3 separate regions of the Mus musculus genome follow, and regions 1 and 3 are each linked to region 2. The links are chromatin contacts, called in public HiChIP or PLAC-seq and promoter capture Hi-C maps. All regions are on one chromosome and are shown on one strand. The core of a region is the stretch at or near the end of the contact, and the rest is flanking DNA. Distances in the headings are between cores, read along the strand shown.

The links. Promoter capture Hi-C pulls out the DNA fragments that hold promoters and counts their contacts. HiChIP or PLAC-seq counts read pairs in DNA pulled down with a chosen protein or histone mark.
Region 1: a contact with region 2 is called in a promoter capture Hi-C map of the SN4741 cell line, with 2.3 times the contacts expected there. The contact joins the enhancer-like site here to the promoter of Ptprb in region 2. A contact is called at or near these places in 4 of 39 promoter capture datasets (the 3T3-L1 cell line, 3T3-L1-derived adipocytes, the SN4741 cell line and 1 more), 1 of 15 datasets of contacts at CTCF or cohesin (the NIH/3T3 cell line), 3 of 484 Hi-C or Micro-C datasets (the HPC-7 cell line, nephron progenitors and pancreatic cancer cells), 5 of 115 datasets of contacts at active chromatin or transcription factors (T-cell acute lymphoblastic leukemia, a colorectal cancer cell line, embryonic fibroblasts and 2 more) and 2 of 9 other capture datasets (adipose tissue and pancreatic islet).
Region 3: a contact with region 2 is called in an HNF4G HiChIP or PLAC-seq map of pancreatic cancer cells. The contact joins the enhancer-like site here to the promoter of Ptprb in region 2. A contact is called at or near these places in 1 of 115 datasets of contacts at active chromatin or transcription factors (pancreatic cancer cells) and 2 of 9 other capture datasets (adipose tissue and liver).

Annotation. Positions count from the first base shown.
Region 1 is chr10:116,219,132-116,221,831 of GRCm38.p6, reverse strand. All of the region lies in intron 6 of Ptprr (protein tyrosine phosphatase, receptor type, R), which reads right to left. Among named protein-coding and RNA genes, the nearest start is that of Ptprb, 81 kb to the left of the region's middle. Within about 2 kb of position 1,306, at least 16 of the 459 cell types and tissues checked have an H3K27ac peak or open chromatin away from gene starts, as enhancers often do. A contact at or near this core is called in the SN4741 cell line, adipose tissue and pancreatic cancer cells, where this site is marked.
Region 2 is chr10:116,299,970-116,302,669 of GRCm38.p6, reverse strand. Ptprb (protein tyrosine phosphatase, receptor type, B) reads right to left here and starts at 1,296. Exons shown (of 32, transcript NM_029928.2): 1 at 991-1,296; 2 at 289-562. The coding sequence starts at 1,044.
Region 3 is chr10:116,179,891-116,182,616 of GRCm38.p6, reverse strand. The region is part of intron 5 of Ptprr (protein tyrosine phosphatase, receptor type, R); the gene reads right to left. Among named protein-coding and RNA genes, the nearest start is that of Taf7l2, 67 kb to the right of the region's middle. Within about 2 kb of position 1,341, at least 18 of the 459 cell types and tissues checked have an H3K27ac peak or open chromatin away from gene starts, as enhancers often do. A contact at or near this core is called in pancreatic cancer cells, where this site is marked.

The DNA.
Region 1 (2,700 bases), core at 57-2,556, 81 kb after region 2:
TGCATGCTGCCATGCTTTCTGCCACGATGATAATGGACTGAACCCATGAACCTTAAGATGGCTCCTAATTAAATGTTTTTCTTTATAAGAGTGGCTGTGGTCATGGTATCTCTTCACAGCAATAGAGACCCCCAACTAGGACAACCATTTAATCTATTAGTAATTTATTTGGGTGTATGGTCAAAGGTGAATTCCCAAGTCCTTTCTCTTCTCTTTTACTACCATGGGCTGTGATCTGAAGTGGAAAATATGACTTTATTAAACCAAGATAATATGAGCTCCTAGGAAATGTTACAAACCAGTGTGAGTGGAAGTAAAGACAGAATGTGATAATTCAAAGACAGAGCAAACTTTACATTTGGAAAAATTAAAATTAAGTTAGGTTTAGAGGAAAAAAATCCATAAAAATAATAGGCAATCTAGACTTTTAATAACAGAGTGTGGAAGAGTACGAACGGGAGCTCTTCCTGAAAACTTGGCCTCTATTTTGCTGTGCAAGTGAGAAAAAAAAATGGTTTAGACATTTCTACGCCAGTGGACAAAAGGGAACACAATAAAAAGACTTTATCAAGCTTGCCGGTAGCACCAATTATTATTTATGCCAAAAAGTAAATAGGAGGGAGGAAATTCAAAAGATACCAGTGCATACAATGGAAGGAAAAAGCAAATTCTTCAGGCAAGGTAAGAGAAATGCAGCAAGCAGCAGGCTAATTACAATTAAGCCAAAAGGAAAACACACATAAATATTATGAGCCAGGGCCACACTGATCTCAGCAAGGGAACATAAACAACTCTGTTGAAAATGTCCACGTCCGCACCACTTTCTTAACAGCCACGAGGTGGGGAAGAAAACTTCAGCTGAGTGCTGGGCTAAGTCAGAGCCAACACATCTATTATCCTGGAAGTCGAGGACTCAACTAAGGCCAGCCCTTGGAAGCTGGATTTTGGCAGAAGGGGGAGTTTCCATACAAGGCCACTCTCTTCACGCTGGCCTCTAGGCCAAGAAGGATATAGACTTCTAGCACGTTCTCACTCAGTGTCCTCCAAGAATTTAAGTGAGGACAGAAGGAAAGGAAACAAACCTGATCACTCTGCCTGTGTTCTAGGCAAATGTGTGTCTCGATTATTACTTGAGGAAATGACAGGCCGGTGAGAAATGCTGGCAATGGGTTATAGCCAAGCCTTGGAATAAGGATGGAAAAGCCCACAGCTCGAAGGTGGTTAAGACGGTGATTTGTGTAGAAATGTCTCCACAGTGCCCACATCTGAAAGGAGGACTTCACAGGTCTTCAGTCCAAAGGTCGCCCCCTCTGACTCACGACCACATCAAAACTGGATTTAATCATTAATGGTGAGCTTAAAGCCCTCTATGCCTAACTTGGTATTTTAGTTCTTTTGATTCAAATTGTTCACATACTTAGTTTTCTAGGAGACACAATTACTAAGAAAGAAACTTAGAAAAGTAAATACTTGTTGATTTGAATAGCAAAAGAAAAGTAGAGAGATGGGCCCTTCTCCCTGTGGGACTGGCTGTTTATAACTCCACATTCTGCCACTACTTTGTTCAAAGTTTTTTTTTTTTCATTTTTTATTAGATATCCTCTTCATTTACATTTCAAATGTTATCCCACAAGTCCCCTATACCCTCCCCCGGCTCTGCTCCCCAACCCACCCACTCCCACTTCCTGGCCCTGGCATTCCCCTGTACTGGGGCATACGATCTTCACAAGACCAAGGGCCTCTCCTCCCATTGATGGCCAACTAGGCCATCCTCTGCTACATATTTGTTCAAAGTTTTAAGAATACTTAATTAACAATCTCTCTACTTTCAAGTAAATTCTGGAAAGTACCTTCCATCTGAATCACTTAGCAGATGAAAGGATAACATTTTTCTAAAAGAAAAAGAGACACAGTACTAAGAGAGTTAAACTGTGACAACTGAAGCGTGTAGAAGTTGAAATAATAGGAGCAGGTAGGATGGTGGCTCATATAAAAATTTCCCAGCGGAAATCCTGCATGGAAGACGTGAATGGAAGCAAGCATAAAGGATGCCTGCTGGGCATGGGCCCACGAGGATGAGAAGCACATTTCTCTCCACACTACAGAGACTCTTATGATGTGGAGAGCATCGCCCGTGTAGGAGAGGATGCAGTTCTGTCTCACTGCACTGGAAGAATCTTGGCTTCTCTGTGGAGTGACTACATAGAGAGGTTTCAAGCTTCTAGCATGATACATCATCCTCCTGCCTCTGCCTCCTGGGTGCTGAGACTAAAGGCATGCCTACCACACCCAGGGAGTATCTGACATTTTATATCTTATAAGTCAAGGCAAATTTATTATTGAAAAATTAGAATGATCAGTAGAACACCCAGGAAGCAGAGGCAGGTGGATCTCCGTGTGTTCAACATCAGCCTGGTCCATACAGCAGGACTGTCTGGCAGGCCTCTATATCAAAAGACTAAAACAAACAAACAAACAAACAAACAAACCCAACAATACCCCACACATACACACAACCACATCCCACACACGTATGTGGGAAGTATAGATATGGGAAATAAAGAACATAAACTTGCTACATGAAGTTCTAGTCTCTGGCCTTGGAAAATGATTCTATCAATGCTTTGTCGTATGACTTATACTTCCTTGGTCTCAGACTTTCTAGTTTGCCACCCCAAATAATGACAACCACAGGGTTAA
Region 2 (2,700 bases), core at 47-2,546:
CCCTTTCCAGGTGCCGTTCATTCAGCTGCTGTTTAGAGCTTGCTTGACTCTTTAAGAGTCAAGCAAGCTACACTGATCAGAACTCAGCCAACTAGAAGTCATGGTCCAATATCATCACAGGTTATTCCTCTCTCTAAATATATATATAAATTTGATATAATACATAAAATATATAAATAAGTATATATATCCTTTTTAAATGCCTACAGATCAAAGGAAAGTTTCGGTAGGAAAAGTCAAGGCTCGGCGTAGAGCAGTCTGGCCGACCATTACACCTGTGAACTTTACCTGTCTGTAAGACCAGAGTGCTCTCTTCTCCATCCAGAGAAACAATCCTGAAGTTATAGACGGTCCCTGCTTGTAAATCCTTGGGGTTACATCCGTAGGTAAAGTTGTCTATCCGAATAGGATGGCACCACATGGGCCCCGAGGTATCACTGCTGTAGATGAGGCTAAAGTTACAGGGTGACGCGAAAGTCCTCCACTGGATAGACGCTGACAAGCTAGAGACCCTGGACTCCAACAGTGTGAAGTTACATTTCACTTGCTCTGCCACTCCAGTCTGTAAAAGAATCAGAGAGCACAGATTAAGTCCATAGCCTGCACTGCCTAGAGATGTCCGCAGCAAGCTCCCCAAGTCACCTGTCCTCACCCCTGGAGTCCAGCTACAGCTGGCCTCTCATCCTCCAGTCCAGGAAAGGGCCCACGGGGAAAGTGGCTGGCAGGAGACTTTCACCCTAGTTGTCCCACCTCCCCCAGGAACAGCTGCAGACACAGGTTGCTTTCTTGACAGCAGGGAGAGCTGTCAGTTTGGTAATGGTAGGGTTTCAGAGAGGGTGGATAGATGGCTGTCCCATAGATAGGAGGGAAGGAGCAAGAGATTTCTGTCCCTTTTTTCCTAGCAGCTCAGCCCCGGAGGCCAGCAACAGGACATATTCAGTTCTTGGCTGGGGTGGAGCATCATCCCCAGACCTTGCTCTGCCTGCTTACCTGCACGACGCTCAGTGTTATCCACAAGGCCGTTAGGGCTCCATGCCTCAGCATCTCGCTGGGAGGCCAGCCAGGGCACTTCTGGGTACCACTTGTTGAGCGCTCAGCGCGCCCTGCGGGCGGGCGCAGCGCGCTACCCTCGGGGCTGGCGATGCTCAAGGGCCGTGGCAGCCGCTGCTTCTGCTGCCGCCCCGGGCGGGCAGCGGACACGACAGGCGGCGGGGACCCGCGGCGCGCGGCCCTTCCCACGCTGCCATTCTGACCCGCGCTGCCTCGCCCCCAAAGCCCCGTCCGGGACTTCCGCAATCAAAAGGCAATTTCCTTGTCTCCCGGCAAAGGAACAATGCTCGGGAGAGGGAGGGAGCCCTGAGGAGCCAACGCCTGAGGCTGCCAAGGGGGCCTGAGGCCAGCCAAGCTGCCACCCCTCCCGCCCCCTCTGCCGCCACCCCAGCCCCCCCAGCCAAGAATCCCTTCCTGGGCCGCAAAGTCTTGCTTTCACCTCCTCCTTCACTCTCACTTTTTCCTTCTCAGTGGTCCTTGACCCTATCCTACAACCAGTAAATAGTGCTTGAGCCCTCTCGCTTTTCAGCCCCCCCTCCCTTCTGCACACCCAGAGCCCCCCTCTCTATCTTCCTTCCTATCTTTCTCCAGGACCTCTTTTTTCCCAGGCTTAAACTTGACCCGAGCACATTTCCCTGGGTCGCCCACACTCTTTCCTGAAGCCTTTTATTAGAGGGCTTTAGTCCTTCTCACCTCAAAACACTCATTTGTCACGATGTGTATCCTCTTGACATCAGCCAGAGAGAAAAGACCCGCCAAGAGCCAGCCCATCAACAGGAGCGCCATCTCTCCAGCCACTTGCCCGTTTCTGTACCACAGGTCTGTGTGTTCCCTAAATCTCAGGCAAATACTGTGAAGCTACAACAAAATATCCATCACCTATGTGCTTTAGCCCCTGCAGGCAATCCCACCACTGACCATCCAGAAGGGCATGCCATGCCCCACCTGAGAGAAGAAGGCAATTATCAGCTCAGTTCACTGGGAAACACTCCAGGACCCCAGCTTCTTTCTACGCCTTCCAAAGCAGCTGTGGTGTTTTCCACACTAACTGCAAGCGCATTAGAAACTGTCCCATACCCTGTAGAAATGTGTCTAGAAGTGGGTCCTAGAAATAACTCCATCCGAGCAGCAAAAGTGCTTAATGGAATGTAGGTAAGAATAGCGAAACATCGCAGCCACTTTCATAGTTGTAAGGTTTTGGGTGCATAACCCTACTGAAGTAACCAAGACAAGGCAGTCATGTTCGGATTCCATTTACTGTTTGCTTAAGATAGTTCTTATCCCCCCCTCCCCCCGCACGTCCTCCACCCCCATAATTGTCATGTCTGCCTTGGCAACATAGTTGAGATTTCCATACCTCGACTTTGGTCCAGATGTATTGAGCAAAATAGTTGGCAAGTTGTAACTAAAATGACCTCTATGCTCTGGCAGGAAGGAACATTTTGAGGTTCTCTTATCCTCTTCTAACTTTGACATATCTTTGTGGTTTTTGCCTTTTAAAAATGCTATATCCCTGAGCTTGAAACATTCAAGAGGTGTGTGAGCCTGCTCTTGGCCTGACCATTAATAAGCACTCAAAAGTTTTAATTGGTGTAATCAGGGTGGTTGTCAATAACTATCTTGCATGGATTGTTATACTATATTTCAAAT
Region 3 (2,726 bases), core at 92-2,591, 120 kb after region 2:
ACACCGTTTAATAATCCTGTATGTTCATTGGAAGGTTTAATTTAGATGATAAAGGGTGTACTTTCTATTATGCACCCAAGTTCAAGAACTAATTCTTCTCAGTAATATATTTCCTTCATCAAAAACAGACTGAATGGAATCGAAGTTGCCCACACACTTTTTCTTGGAAAATTCTATTTGTCTATGTGCCAGCAGCCCGCCCACTCCCCGTTCACATTTGAGAAGCGCTAAATAAGTCACACATTTGAAAATGTCATGCTTGTCTAATTTTATGTCTGGCAATAAATATTACTTTTTCTGTATTTTAAGGAAACTAAACAATATGCCATATTTAAAAAAAACCTTGCCAAGTTTTATGCTAGTATTATATAGCAGATGTAACCTTTCATGACAACAATTTACCTATACAATGCCATGATAAAATCATCTGATTTTTATGTCAAGGCAATAAATATAAGAAGGACGGGCAAAAATAATGGCACTTGATATTCCATAAATATAATTAATGCCACCATAGGATCATTCTGAATTATAGCTTTTTCTTTGCCATGGAGTCAACAAAAGTGCAGGAGACAGTTGTATTGTGCATTTGAGAATTAGAAAGTGTGTCTCAGTCTATTTCGGCACAAAATACATCCTGTCTAACCAATACTAAGAGATCCTGACAAAAAAATAATTTAATATAATTATCAGAAGTATTTGGATTTAGGAAGATGAGTTGATTTTAGAGAATCATATTTGATGTGTCTCTAAATGTGAGCTGTGGCAAGTCATATCAGATAAATTTAGCTTCGTCTTAATCCTGTTAGAGAGTATTAGTTCTCCGTGAATATCAATCTCTCCCTAAGCACTGTAGCTCCTCTGTTCCGCTTTTAGTGATCCCCTCTACGGTAAAATTTAAGGCAGCGTTTGAAATCAATCAACCTATTTCTGTCATTCATTCATAATAATCGCTTGCGCACAAGTCAAGCGTTCTTGTTTCCATCTTTATTCTCCACCCCTTACCATGCTCTTCCCTAGAGAGGGAACCCCATGGCTTGATAAACAATCCAGATGACATAGAGGGCATTTAGTATTTTCCTTTCCCTGGTCATCAGACCCTCTGAATCCGTTCCTTGTATGTCACACAGCACTCTGTCTTCTATGCCTGCTCCTCTTCACTTCTCCATTCCTGTTCAACTCCCTTTTACCACAACCATGTGTGCAATCAGAAACTGAACTTCTAAGCACACTTGCATCATCTGCATGGACACTGTTTCCATTTCCCTGTTGAACCCGACAGTCTAAATCTGCTTCACCCCAACACCATTCTACCACTGTCTTCTCCGTCTGACATGCACATCCCACGCATGCGTGTATCTATCAGATGCCTGACTATTCTGCCTTAGCAATCACTACTATGCTATCTTCTTTGTGGTCCTGATTACAATTTAGTACTGAACAAAGGTATGATGTGACTGTTGATGCTTATGGAAAAACTGTGGGGAAAGTACAGAGTTCCCAGCCATGCCTGTATCATGAATAGCTTCCTTTGGTATAGTACATTTGTAATAAAGGAGGAAGCAGTATTGATGTTATCGACTCTGCCTCAGTGTGGATGAGATCACCCTTAGTGATGAACATTTTACACACTTGATGAATTCCTAAAGCCATGCAGTCATCGGAATGCAGAAGAAGTTCATTGCCCTAAAAATCTATATTCTCCACACAATAGCCTCTCTGTCCACCATGAACTGACAGCCATGGATCATTCTAATATCTTTATGTGTTTCTCGGGATGACATGTCGGTGGGCTCACACTGTATGTTCGCTGATATTTAAGACATGTTAGCCTTCGTCCATATTTCTCTCAGAGAACAGGGACTTTTGTGCCTTATCCTCTTCATTCCCACACTGGGTCCTCTGCATGAGTATGTCGCCTATGAACATGTTGCTTGACTGTGCGGATGAATCCACAAGAGACCTGACACCACCATCCACACCTTGGAAACATTCTTTTCTTGATGCGTTCTAGTAACATCGGAACATACTTTTTCAGGCTTGTGACGTTGACACAGGTGCTTTGCTAATATTAGAAGAGGAGTTGGCCTTGGTCCCAAAAAGCTGAGGGTGGGACCACTATGGGTCCTTTAGTCTGAGACCTTGCATGGTTGTACTCAGTCTGGGGGATATCCGGACATTATATTTCAATTACAGTCACCGAATCTGAAACCTATCTTACCTGCCAATAGCAAATCCTGTACTTTTTCTGCCCTTTAGTATCCAAGGCCGGCTTATGGACTGGCTTCTCACCTTTCCCTTTCATTCTTGCCTTTGCCTTCTGAATCTTACTCATTAATCCTCCAAACAGTCTGTTTATGTATCACTTCCTGCTCTCTTTTTTTTTTCCTTACTGTTCTAGAATCCCTCTTTTTCTCCTTGTCGTGATGAGGATTGAACATGGGGACCAACAAGCTCTAAGCAAGCCTTCTGTTGAGCTATACTTTTAGCTCATTCATCCTTTTAATCTGTGCAAGAGAATAAATCCTCGTTAGGACTAACAAGACAGAGGACAGAACTTGAGATTTTCCTGTGCTGAAGAAGGAAGGATCACATATCTTAAAGTGCAATCAGCCAGGAGAAGGAACTACACCCTTTGAAAAAGTACTCAGAGTCCCTTCCTGTGCACTCTTTGGTTGGTGGTATAGTCCCTGGGAGCTTTGGGGGTACTGTTTGGTTCATATTGT